Regions from separate parts of the Sus scrofa genome. Here region 1 is linked to region 2. A link is a contact called in public HiChIP or PLAC-seq data. All regions are on one chromosome and are shown on one strand. Each heading gives the region's core, a stretch centred on a gene start, on an enhancer-like site or on the middle of the called end of the contact. The rest is flanking DNA. Distances are from core to core; before and after follow the strand shown. Region 1 overlaps FOXO3 (forkhead box O3). Region 2 overlaps FOXO3 (forkhead box O3).

The links. HiChIP or PLAC-seq counts read pairs in DNA pulled down with a chosen protein or histone mark.
Region 1: an H3K27ac HiChIP or PLAC-seq map of skeletal muscle shows a contact between it and region 2. The contact joins two enhancer-like sites. A contact is called at or near these places in 11 of 47 Hi-C or Micro-C datasets (adipocytes, brain, fetal skeletal muscle and 6 more) and 2 of 2 datasets of contacts at active chromatin or transcription factors (alveolar macrophages and skeletal muscle).

What each region holds. Positions count from the first base shown.
Region 1 is chr1:74,724,728-74,729,869 of Sscrofa11.1, reverse strand. All of the region lies in intron 1 of FOXO3 (forkhead box O3), which reads right to left. Among named protein-coding and RNA genes, the nearest start is that of FOXO3, 98 kb to the right of the region's middle. Within about 2 kb of position 1,884, at least 25 of the 83 cell types and tissues checked have an H3K27ac peak or open chromatin away from gene starts, as enhancers often do. A contact at or near this core is called in liver, omental adipose tissue, retroperitoneal adipose tissue and 1 more, where this site is marked.
Region 2 is chr1:74,658,798-74,664,387 of Sscrofa11.1, reverse strand. All of the region lies in intron 1 of FOXO3 (forkhead box O3), which reads right to left. Among named protein-coding and RNA genes, the nearest start is that of FOXO3, 32 kb to the right of the region's middle. Within about 2 kb of position 2,322, at least 34 of the 83 cell types and tissues checked have an H3K27ac peak or open chromatin away from gene starts, as enhancers often do. A contact at or near this core is called in liver, omental adipose tissue, retroperitoneal adipose tissue and 1 more, where this site is marked.

The DNA of each region.
Region 1 (5,142 bases), core at 635-3,134, 66 kb before region 2:
CAGACACCAGCTGCATGTGCTTCCCCTGGAACACAGAGAGGGTTTTGTCTGGAAGCAACATGTGGTATCAATTTATCTTTCTCAGCAAAGGCAACAAGGAATCCACTGACTTTAAAAATAAAAAGGGAGTTGTGTAATTTAACTCTTAAAGGCCTCTGCTTTTTATTTATTTATTTATTTTTTTGTATCTCAAAATGAGTTACGGTTGTCAGCTCCCAAGCCAGACCCATTGCTTCCCACCAAGCAGATTGCAGGCATCTCCCTGGGCCCCAAGGGATGTCAGTGGGGACCACTGTAAAGGACTACTTTTAAATCCTATACTCATCCACCTTGCACACAGGACCAGCCCTTCCAGTAGGTCTCCCTGCTTTGACTTGTGGGCACTGAGAATTCAGAATGCGGCTGCCAAAGGCCTAAATCCAAATGTATGCATCTGCTGAAAGGTAGATGAAAATGGTCACGTGAAAAGGCCGATGGAAACCATGAGTCAGGGGGAGACCCTGGGGGCTGGGAGCCATAAAACAGCAGGGCAAAGGCAGGCTCTTAGATTTATAATGACAGGCTCTGTCAAGGGCAGTTCTCAGGCCGAAGCCATGATTTCTCTTAGGTATCAGTTCTCCACCCTGGCTGCCTCTTCTCAGCACCTGGGGAGACTTTTAAGAACTCACTCTTAGGAACTGGTACAGGTAAGGCCTGGGCAGAGGAACATTTTTAAAGCTCCCCTGATTATTCTAAGGTGCAGTTAGAGCTGAGAATCACTAGAATTTCCCCTGTATGTTTCTACTGGCTAAGACTCTGAGTCCAAAGCTAATGTACTGCTGGTCCTTCCAGGTCTGATAACACAGCACAGCACATGTTCTTCAGGTTCAAGGTTCCACATTTTAGAAGGTAAGGAGGAGAATCAGGCTCATAGATTAAAGTTATGTTTATAGGTACAGAGTAAAATGGAGAGTTTAGAACAGTTTTGCAGATCACTGAGGTCCAGATATCTTTGTTTTTCTTAAAGGTAGGGGGAAGGGTCCCTGATCTCGCACTGCCTCGTATGATAGTCATCCAGTCTGCCCCATGCCACTTCTCCATCCAAAATCGCTAGGCATGGACAGAAAACAGGGCAAGTGGACTTTTGCAAAAGTAGGAACTGATACGGGCTGAAGAAGGGATGGGCTGGGACAGTAATTGATCCCTGTAATTTTCAGAACCCTCCCTAAATTAGCATGCAGCCTCACATATCTCTTTTATAATAGACTGTCCTTCAAACAATATGCCAAAAAGAGAGACTGCATAAAAATAACCACGGAAAAAGCCATACCCCAATGCTGAGGTACTTATTAGCTTCCAAGTGTTACTTACTGAACTTCTCTGAGAACCAAAGTACACAAGCAAAGAGAGCCTCGAGAATATTAAAAAAAAAAAAAAAAAAGTGTCTCATTCCTCGGCTGTACAAAACACTGTATCACTGCACTCAGTGCAAAGACCCTGGGGAGGGAGGGGACACTGCAAAGGGCCAAACAGTGCCACCACCTGAGGGGGGAGTGTGAGGGCTGGTTCTTATTAGCCATTAGCCATTTAGCTGGCTTACCCTCTTCTCCTACATGTTATCTGAGGGCTAACTTGATCGAAAGTGAGTATGCAAAGTATGAGAGCATAAAACAGACCTGAAGTCAGAGTTATTATCTCTGACTATACATATGGACCAGCTACAGGAGCCTTTCAGACAGAGAAGAAAATACAAACATTCATATAGAGGATTACATAATCAACCCTGATGTGCAAGACAAGTTCCAGGCAAGCTCCACTCTTACTCATCTCTAGAACACTAAATGTTTCAACCATTAAGAGACTTATTTTTAAAAAATGATTTTCTAAAATAAATATTGTCAGGAATTTGGCTGAAGGATTAAATTTCCGGCTAGAAACAAGATTTCCATTAAACTTGCTGACAATAATCTTCTACCCAGAGAGATCTTGGAAAACTAACGTTTGTTTCAAGTTTTTATGCAGTAAGCACAGATTCTGGCCTCTCGTTTGGAGGAATAAAATAACAACCCTGGTGATGGGCAAAATGAATCCATTTTCTATCCCAACAAAAGTAAGACATGGGAAGCTCGTTTAGGAGAGGAAGACCTAGGCAATCTGTTCTGCCCCCAACAGAAAAAGATATCCTAGATGGGAAGAAAACTCCCCTAAAGAGCTACCTGCACTGTTAGAGGCAGTTTTGCTGGGTTTCCTAGTGTGGGTTTTTATTTTCATATTGATTTTTTTAAAAATTTTTTTCATTGAGCGATCTTTTCAGACCTTCCACAGCTGTTTCTGCTCTTGGAGGGCAAGAGGGAACATTCCATTCCTCCCAGCCAAACCTGCACTTCCGGCACACAGAGAACCCTGGCAGCCTTGCGCCCTCTGCCCACACCCACTCCCTGCAGCACCCTCTCCACCCCCAAACCCTCCTGCTTCCAGCTCCACCTCCCCACCGATCCCTGAAGAAGCAGCAACTAACTGAGAAGCAACATGCAGTCAACGGAAAGACAGCCTCCAGAAAGCAGGTTAAAGCTGCAGCATTTGGCTGTCCCTGTTCTTTCTCCGGGCTTCTTCCTGATGTGACTGAATCCCTTCCCCTTTCCATAAAGGGTTCAGCAAACACATGCTACTTAAATTTCCCTTTAAGGCTGTGCAGGACTAGCCACACAAAATGGATGCTTCAAAGGGTTAAAAGCCACGAAGTTATTAAGAGGACATTCTTGAAACTGACACTGCAAAGTAGAACAGAAATAGTTTTATTAATAACATAATTTTCACTTAGACTAAAAAAAAAAAAAACTGCAAACTTTTCCAGTTTGAAAACGTACTGTGGGCGGAAATGGAGAATAAAACGGCTCTGGAAATACACATCCACAATTCAGGAACACATCAGCGTCTCATGTGGCATTATATAAGTAATCATCAGGGCAGAAAGTTCAGTTAAAAAGTAATACTGTGGAAAATGGAGAAGGCTGTGAAACCCACCTAGTAATAAGCAGCCTGAACTTTACAGTGAAAGAGACTCACGACCAGAGAGATACAAAGCAAACCTGAATTCAATCAGCCAGGAAAGGACGGCCAAGCTGAGACAGACGCAGATCTCCAGGCCTTGAGGTGGTACAGTAAATACTGGCTACAGACACCATTCGTCCCAGCATCCGGATTACCATAACAACTTAAGGGGTGAGGTGCAGGGAGCACAGACGATGGATAATCCATCCATCCATCCGACTTCAGCCTGTCTTGCTTTACAACTTGAGGATAGATGTCTATCTCCTCTGACACATACTGAGCCCTTTACAACCAGATGTCTTATTATGGCTTTACCTCCTAGCATGGGGCTGGTACACAGCAGGTGCTCATTCACTCTAATCAATGAATGAGTGGGAAGGGGAAGTCACCACAAAATAGGCATGAATTATATGTTAAAATGAAATGTTAGAAAACAGGAGACCAGTGAATGATCTTCAATGTGCGAAGAATGGAAGTAAGTGTCCCCTGTAAAACAGGAAGAAGCATTTAGGTTGTTCTCAAGTTGACGAATCTCAGCCTTGGGTATTAACTTCGATTATACAACCCAATTTCCAAAAATAAGACGATACAGTCTAGGAAGGAGCTTCAGACTCTCTGTACTATTAGAGAGGTGGGCAGAAGAGTGGTAAGTGGGCTACTGGGAGGAGGGGGGCGCGGGAGAATGGGCTCTGGTGCGGCCAGGGTGTAAAGCTGACCCTCTGCTTGTCTCAGGATGTTATGGAGCCCCATTACTCGGCAACACGGTTGACCCGGAGCACTCAGAGGCACCCTCGAAACCAGAGGTAACACATCTGGTTCTAAAGTCTCTTCCCAGCGAGCACGGAGGTAACAAGAAAAATCCAAAACAGGGTCCACTGCACCTGCAAACTGAAGGCACTTATTGTACCTGGTACCGCCAGGGCTAACTTCTGTGCTCGGTAAAATCGAATCTCATTTTATTTTCAGAGCAAGCCTGTCAGGAGGACACAGAGGCCCAAAAGAGTAACTGCCTAGAGGCGGTGGTGCCAGAAATCAAGCCCAAGGCTAATCCTAGAGCAAAGCTCTCACCACAGCACCAGGGGTGTCCCTCTTAAGTTACTGAACCACCCAAGGAGAAAGGCATCAGTCACAGGTGACCAAGGGACAGAGAGCTTTCAAGACTACACAGACCTGTGTCACTGAACTAAATACTCCCAGCTGTAAGTTTCCAAACACGATCCCTAGAACTATGAAAAAGACGGAAGTGGTGGAAGAATGAGTCGCCAATGAGGCAAGCCTTGTTGGAACTGGATCATTTTTAGAAATGACCCTTGTTTTTTTTCCTCAGATATTCCCCCAAAGGGACACTGTGGACATGTCCCACCTTGATCGGGGATCACTGCTTTTAGGGAATGACCAGACAGGGTCACCACTGTAAACTTTTGAGTGTCCAGGCCTTCCTCAGTGGCACATCCAGTGGCCTCTGTACCCAGCAAGCATCACGCCATGACTGAGGGGAGTCAGTTTACCTGGTTGTCCCTTGCAGGCCTATTCAGGTCCCCAAACAGCTGGCATTAGGCTATAGTCTGAAGCCCAGAGACATCAGGCAAAATGTCTGCTTTACCCTGGGCCTTGCTATTACAAGGCTTAATCTGAAACAGGGACTCCACTCTGTACTACTTAAAACACCTAATTAGTTTATTACTGAGCCAGAAAAGATTAGCTTGCTTTCAAACTATGTGAATTTTAAAATATGATGCCTTTTGCCTGCCAACTGACAGCACGATCAGGATGCTTCTGTTTAGCCTCAATCAAAAACTCTGGTAGAAAACTGCTCTAAGGCTTCGTATGCATGTTATTTTATTATTTGTCTTCTGGCATCAAAACCTGCAGAAACAGAAACCACTGACAATGCACCATATTAAAAGGATGGATGTGGAAGTGCTGAGTGGGCGAGTTCAACAGCTTGAGAGTTTGACATCTGAGATCCAGGAAAAGTGCCTTTCTGTTCTTAGTATACAACCCCTTCCTTCACGTGTTATTCACTGCATGAGCCTCACACATACAAACATTGCCTGTTTCCAGCTCTTCAGATGTTATGGTTCAGAAAAAAAATGGTTCTTTTTTGTCTTG
Region 2 (5,590 bases), core at 1,073-3,572:
GCGTCCTCACTGCTGCCACCTCCACAGTGAAATTTTCTCTCTAATCCTTTGTGATTTTCTCTGTTTACTGTGATTCAGGATCTCGTCTATACCTTAGACTCAAAAGTGAGAAAGAACAAGTTTAGCCAGTCCGCTATTTCATTTCCCAGCATGCATTCTGCCGATAACTGCTTTCTGCAGGAAGCATCTCTTGGACCTAAAACTGTCTGGGAGATGCTAGGTTAAACCATGTAAAACCAGTTTCTCTACTGCTGGACTCCTCGGGGACTTCAACCAACTGATATGCATCTTCAAGACCCTAAAGGGTGATAGTGCATTAAATAACTTCCAAACTCACCTAACCACAAAGCTTTTTAAAAATAAAGCGTATGATGAGGCTAGGGTTCTAGATTCTCCCCAACACGATATAATTTGGCCTCTGGAGATGAGCACAGCAACCTCCCTCTTTCCCCAGAATGGCCCTTCTCAGTGCTCCTATCTTAGATGTCCACTTCCTGCTTAAACTTTCCCACCCCTTCACAAACTAACATTTTGCTTCCTTGCTTACAAAACATACTTGAGATGTTCATCCTTCATCAACCCATAACTCTTCAAGTAATCTGGATGTGTCTTTTTTTTTTTTTCTTCCATGAATCTCTGGAGTTCATATTCCTACTTTGAGCAATATATACATTTTTAAATTAAGGTACTGGGATTTAGAGCATCCACAAGCCCCTGAAATTATATGCAAACCACAAGCAAAATGTCTTACGCAACCGCATTTTTCTGGAGATAGGCTGCACAACTTTCTCAAAGGGGTCCATTCATAATAATGTAAATAATAACAAAAATGGTATTATAACATTGAAAAAAATGTTTTCAATGTCATGGGATAATGGAATGGAGAGGAGACATGTAGAAAACAAGGCATTTGACTTTTAGAGAAAAATAATACATACTGACAGATTATAAGTTTGGGGGACATTCTTAAAAGGAAGGGAAATTTGTAGGAAGGAAAAACAAAAAGGTAATAAGCTTAAACAAAAAAGACAGGAGGAAGCAACCAGGGTCTGGGTAGAGTGTGACAATGACAGAGAACTGGGCTGCCACCACTAAAACATTTATTTTACCAGAATCTTGAAATATCCTCTACTTGACCCTATATTCTGCATTAATGCAAAATCAATTTCCAGAACCATGAAGCTTATCACTAACAAGATAAAATAGCAGCTTGGCATGATAACACCAGCAGGACACTCATAACATGTGGTCTCACAGAGGTCATTAGATTTCACATCTGCACAAAGGTCATTATGATTTCATGTCTGCACAAAAAGCTCTATTGGACGGTAACTACTATAAACATAAAAGTGCGTTTTATCCTAAACTCTTAGGAATGGGAAGACACGAAGGAAGGTTCTATAAAGTTTCTGCTCTCGTTATGCCATTTACATCCTAGAGTAATGAACTAGTTTGAGGGAACTGCATTAACAAGTTTGCCCTCCCCTCTAGAAAGACATGTTTCTAGGATAGAAAAAAAACATCAAATAATTAAAGGGAAAAAGTATCCCCTGTCCTCAATAGCTTTTATTGAGTTTTTTTAATAACAAAAACCTATGCTATATTTCATACAAAACAATGAAAATGCTTGGGAAATGAATTCAATATAATAAGCACCAAGGTTTTTCTGTATCATTCATTAAATTCAGCTCAGGTTAAAGAGTTAGGTGCTAGTTATAATGAAAAGTATGTTCGCCCTAGCTCCTTCTTCAGAAATACTTCCAGGATTCCCGAAAACTCAACTTGCATTCCACCACACTACACTACATGCTCACATCTCTCATAAATGCAACAAAAATAAGCAGCAGTCTTTTGCCCTGACAAGGGTTTGCAAATCCCAGCTGCTTGGGACAGAGGGGAGCGGGAAGGATGGCCTCTTAAAAAAAAAAAAAAAAAAAAAAAAATCTCTCCTTGAGAACAACATTAAAATACCAAGAGGATAAACTGAACTCTTAGTTCTTGCTCGTGTTGTTTGGGGAACCACCATGAAAATACTTTGGATCACAAATGTCTCTGCCCCAATCACATATCTGCACTGACACGTAACAGACCCGTAAGGCACATTCTCAAATGGCTTCCACAAGCCCTAAGGAAGGGAGAGCCCCGCAGAAACTGCTCAGGTGAAACCGTCTTTATCTCGCCGCCCGAACAAGGGAGGCAGGAGGGAGTCAGTTTGGAAAGAGCTGGATCTCTGCCAGGGTCAACAAAGCCAGATATGGCGACGAGGCCCGGCTGTGCTGACCCACTCTGACCCAGTCACTGCAACAGGAAAGCCAGGCCCAGAGGCCCCCAGGGATCGAGGGGACATGGACGACCAGGGCCATCAGCAGGGAGGAGGCACCCAGGCCTGACATCTGCATTCTTGGAGTCTGGAGAGCAGGAATAGGAAGCTAGCAGGGCAAGCCCCGAGGAAGAAGGGGCCTGAGAGGGAGGCAGAGCCCAGGGGGAAGACGCTGAGCAAGCCGAGGACTCTCCTTTCTTCTCTAACATTTCACACACTTCACCTGCTTTCATTTTGTAAAGAAACTTATAAAACCAATCTCAAGCAGCCCACCCCACCCCCGAAATTCATTTGCCAACAACTTTCTGGGGAGAGAAAAACCAGAAAGAGGGAAGAAGAACATCAGCACACAGCTCTGGGCCCCTCCTGCCCCACTCTTAAGAAAAGCCAGTTAACAAAGACACAACACAAGCACACAACCAAAAGAGGTCAAAGGGAACTACACAGCAAAGGAAAAAAAAAAATGTTTCCCTCCCCGCTCTCCCAATTATCTAGCTCTCCTCTGGCCCAGTTAACCTTCCGACACCACCTTTTCTCACTCTTCCGAGCTCATCTATTTAAAAATAGTTAAGATCTAAAATATCTGCACACCCTATTTCACAATCAACATCTTTTGATAAACTAGGAAATAAAAGAACATCTTGTTACTATAATGCGTAATCCTCCCTTCTAAGAAAAAACACTTGAACCAAATCCAACAAATGCAATCCATTAAGAGCAAGTTCAGTCTTTCTTAGAGCCTAACTTTGATTTCACATGGAGGACCTGAACTTTAAAAACACTCAACAACATTCCCGATACCTAGATGTTCCCATCACCCACTGAATTATACATTCCCAAGCATGCATCCAATTCTCTGTGGACACACTAGGAAAATGCCGTCTCTAATTTCTAATGGGATTGAGATGAGATGAAAGACTGGAGAGCAATGAAAGCGCTGAGACCCATCCTCCACCCCTTACCCGCTGAATCACACCACCCGCACGACCATCCTCAACAAATGGCTTCTCTGAGACTCCGAAACCACAACAAAGTGCAACCCTAGGCCCCAGCTGTGGCACCCAAACGCCAGAAGCAAAATTCATGACACTTTTCGTGTTCACACAGGAGCTTAGACAGGTGTGAGGAACCGCGGAACAATTATCTGAGGACACACACCCTCTTCCCACACACAGACACTTGTGCTTCTACCACGCCTCCCTTCCAGAAAACTACCAAGGCTTACAGAACCTCTTACTTGAAAAATAATTTCAGGAGAATTTAAAACACATTCTTGCTGACCACGAACAAGAACTCTAAGTTCAAATCTAAAACTCAAATCTCAAAAAGAGTAGGAGAGCAGGTGACATGATAATCATGCATGTAGGAATAACTGAAGAAATGGGAAAGCAGAGGGCCAGGCTTCAGGGCTGAAAAACTGGACCAGATGCATATCTGTTCCTCCAGCTACATAAATTCCAATGATAGCCTTTTCTAAATGTTCTTTTTCTTTTTGGCCGTGCCCCACAGCATGCGGAAGTTCGTGGTCAAGAGATCAAACCCACGGCACAGCAGCAACCCAGGCCACAGCAGTGGCAATGCCGGATCCTTAACCCACTAAGCCACCAGGGAACTCCCATTCTTTTCAAATCAACTTTATCAAGGCATCATTTACATACCAAATAATGCACTCATTTTTGGCACACAGCTGGATGAATTTTGGCAAATGTGTACACCAAAATAAAAAGAACCACCACCATAAAGATACAGAATGTTTTCATTTCCCCAGAAAGTTCCCTCATGCCCTTTTGGCAGCCTATCTCTAAGGCCCACAGCCCCTGTAAACACGGATTTGCTCTGTTACCATGGGCTAGTTTTGCCTTTCATAGAACTTCAGATAAATGAAATCAAACGGCATGTACCTTCTGTGTGTTTGAGAGCCATCCGTGTATCTGTGGCTGTTTCTCTTTATTGCTGCACAGCATTTCCTTTGCATCATTTATTTACTACAACTTTCCAAACTTTTTTTTTGGTCTTTCTAGGGTCGCACCTGCAGCATATGGAAGTTCCCAGCCTAGGGGTTGAATCAGAGCTGCAGCTGCCGGCCTACACCACAGCTCACAGCAACGCCAAATCCCTGACCTACTGAGTGAGGTCAGGGATAGACCCTATGTCCTCACGGATACTAGCCGGGTTCATTACCACTGAGTCACAACGGAAACTCCCCAAGCTTTTTTTTTTTTTTAAATAAAAAGGCAGCAGTGGTTAACTTTAAAGCAGGTACATAAAGCTTTTTAAGAATATCATTATGTCTTTCAAAGTCACTGGAACCTGTAAGTTACTGCATGAAGTGGAGATCTCAAAAACCTTTGACTTTAGGAATACAAAGTTTTGTTTCACCTCCCTAAACAATACCTTGTTCAATCAGATGGAAAGAAAAAAGATATCCTGAGATTTCTGTTTACTGGCAGCTCCAGATGTTATTTCAAGCTGCTAAAGAACCACGAGGAAACTATATCCAAGTAAAGTTTCATGTGCTGCTTCCTAAAGGCCTGACCCAGAAGTGAACTTCAGGGCTAGATTTAATTTGGCTCTCATCCTTCTGTTTTTGCCTGATTAGTCAGATTTTGAGGTTTCATGCTGACTCCTGAGTTACTTTACCACCAAAAGGTTGGGACAGGATTGCCCCAAGAAGTCCTGTTTAGAAAAGAAAATACAACATACCACCTAAATTGGGTTCAACCTAATGGCTCCAACAGCGAAGACTCCTACTCTTTCCAAGGAAATAGTTTGGGAAATACTGTTGTAACAGTATTAAAGAACATCCCTTGGAGTTCCGCTGTGGCACAGTGGATTAACGATCCAGCTTGTCGCTGTGGAGGTGCTGGTTCAATCCCCAGCCCAGCCGCAGTGGGTTAATGATCTGGCGTGGCCACAGCAGTGGCAAAAATCAAAACTGTGGAGTAGGTTGCAGCACAGCTGGAATTCCATCCCTGGCCTGGGAACTTCCATCTGCCATCAGGGCAGGCAGAGAAAGAAAAAAAAAAAAATCCTTCATACTAACCCTTACCCTAACCCATGTGGTATTCAGCCTCAGGTAGGTGGTAGGCAATCCTGAATGTAAATGGATACCCTCAGTCCCCATTACAGGGTACAGAAAACAAAAAGAGAGGCCCTAAAAGAGCTCCCAGTGAGTCCCAGAGACACTTGGGCTGTGAATGAGAAACTCTAATGCCCTGGGGCAAAAGGAAATCTCTGTGCCCTCAGCCCCCATTCCCTACCCAGGTCCCA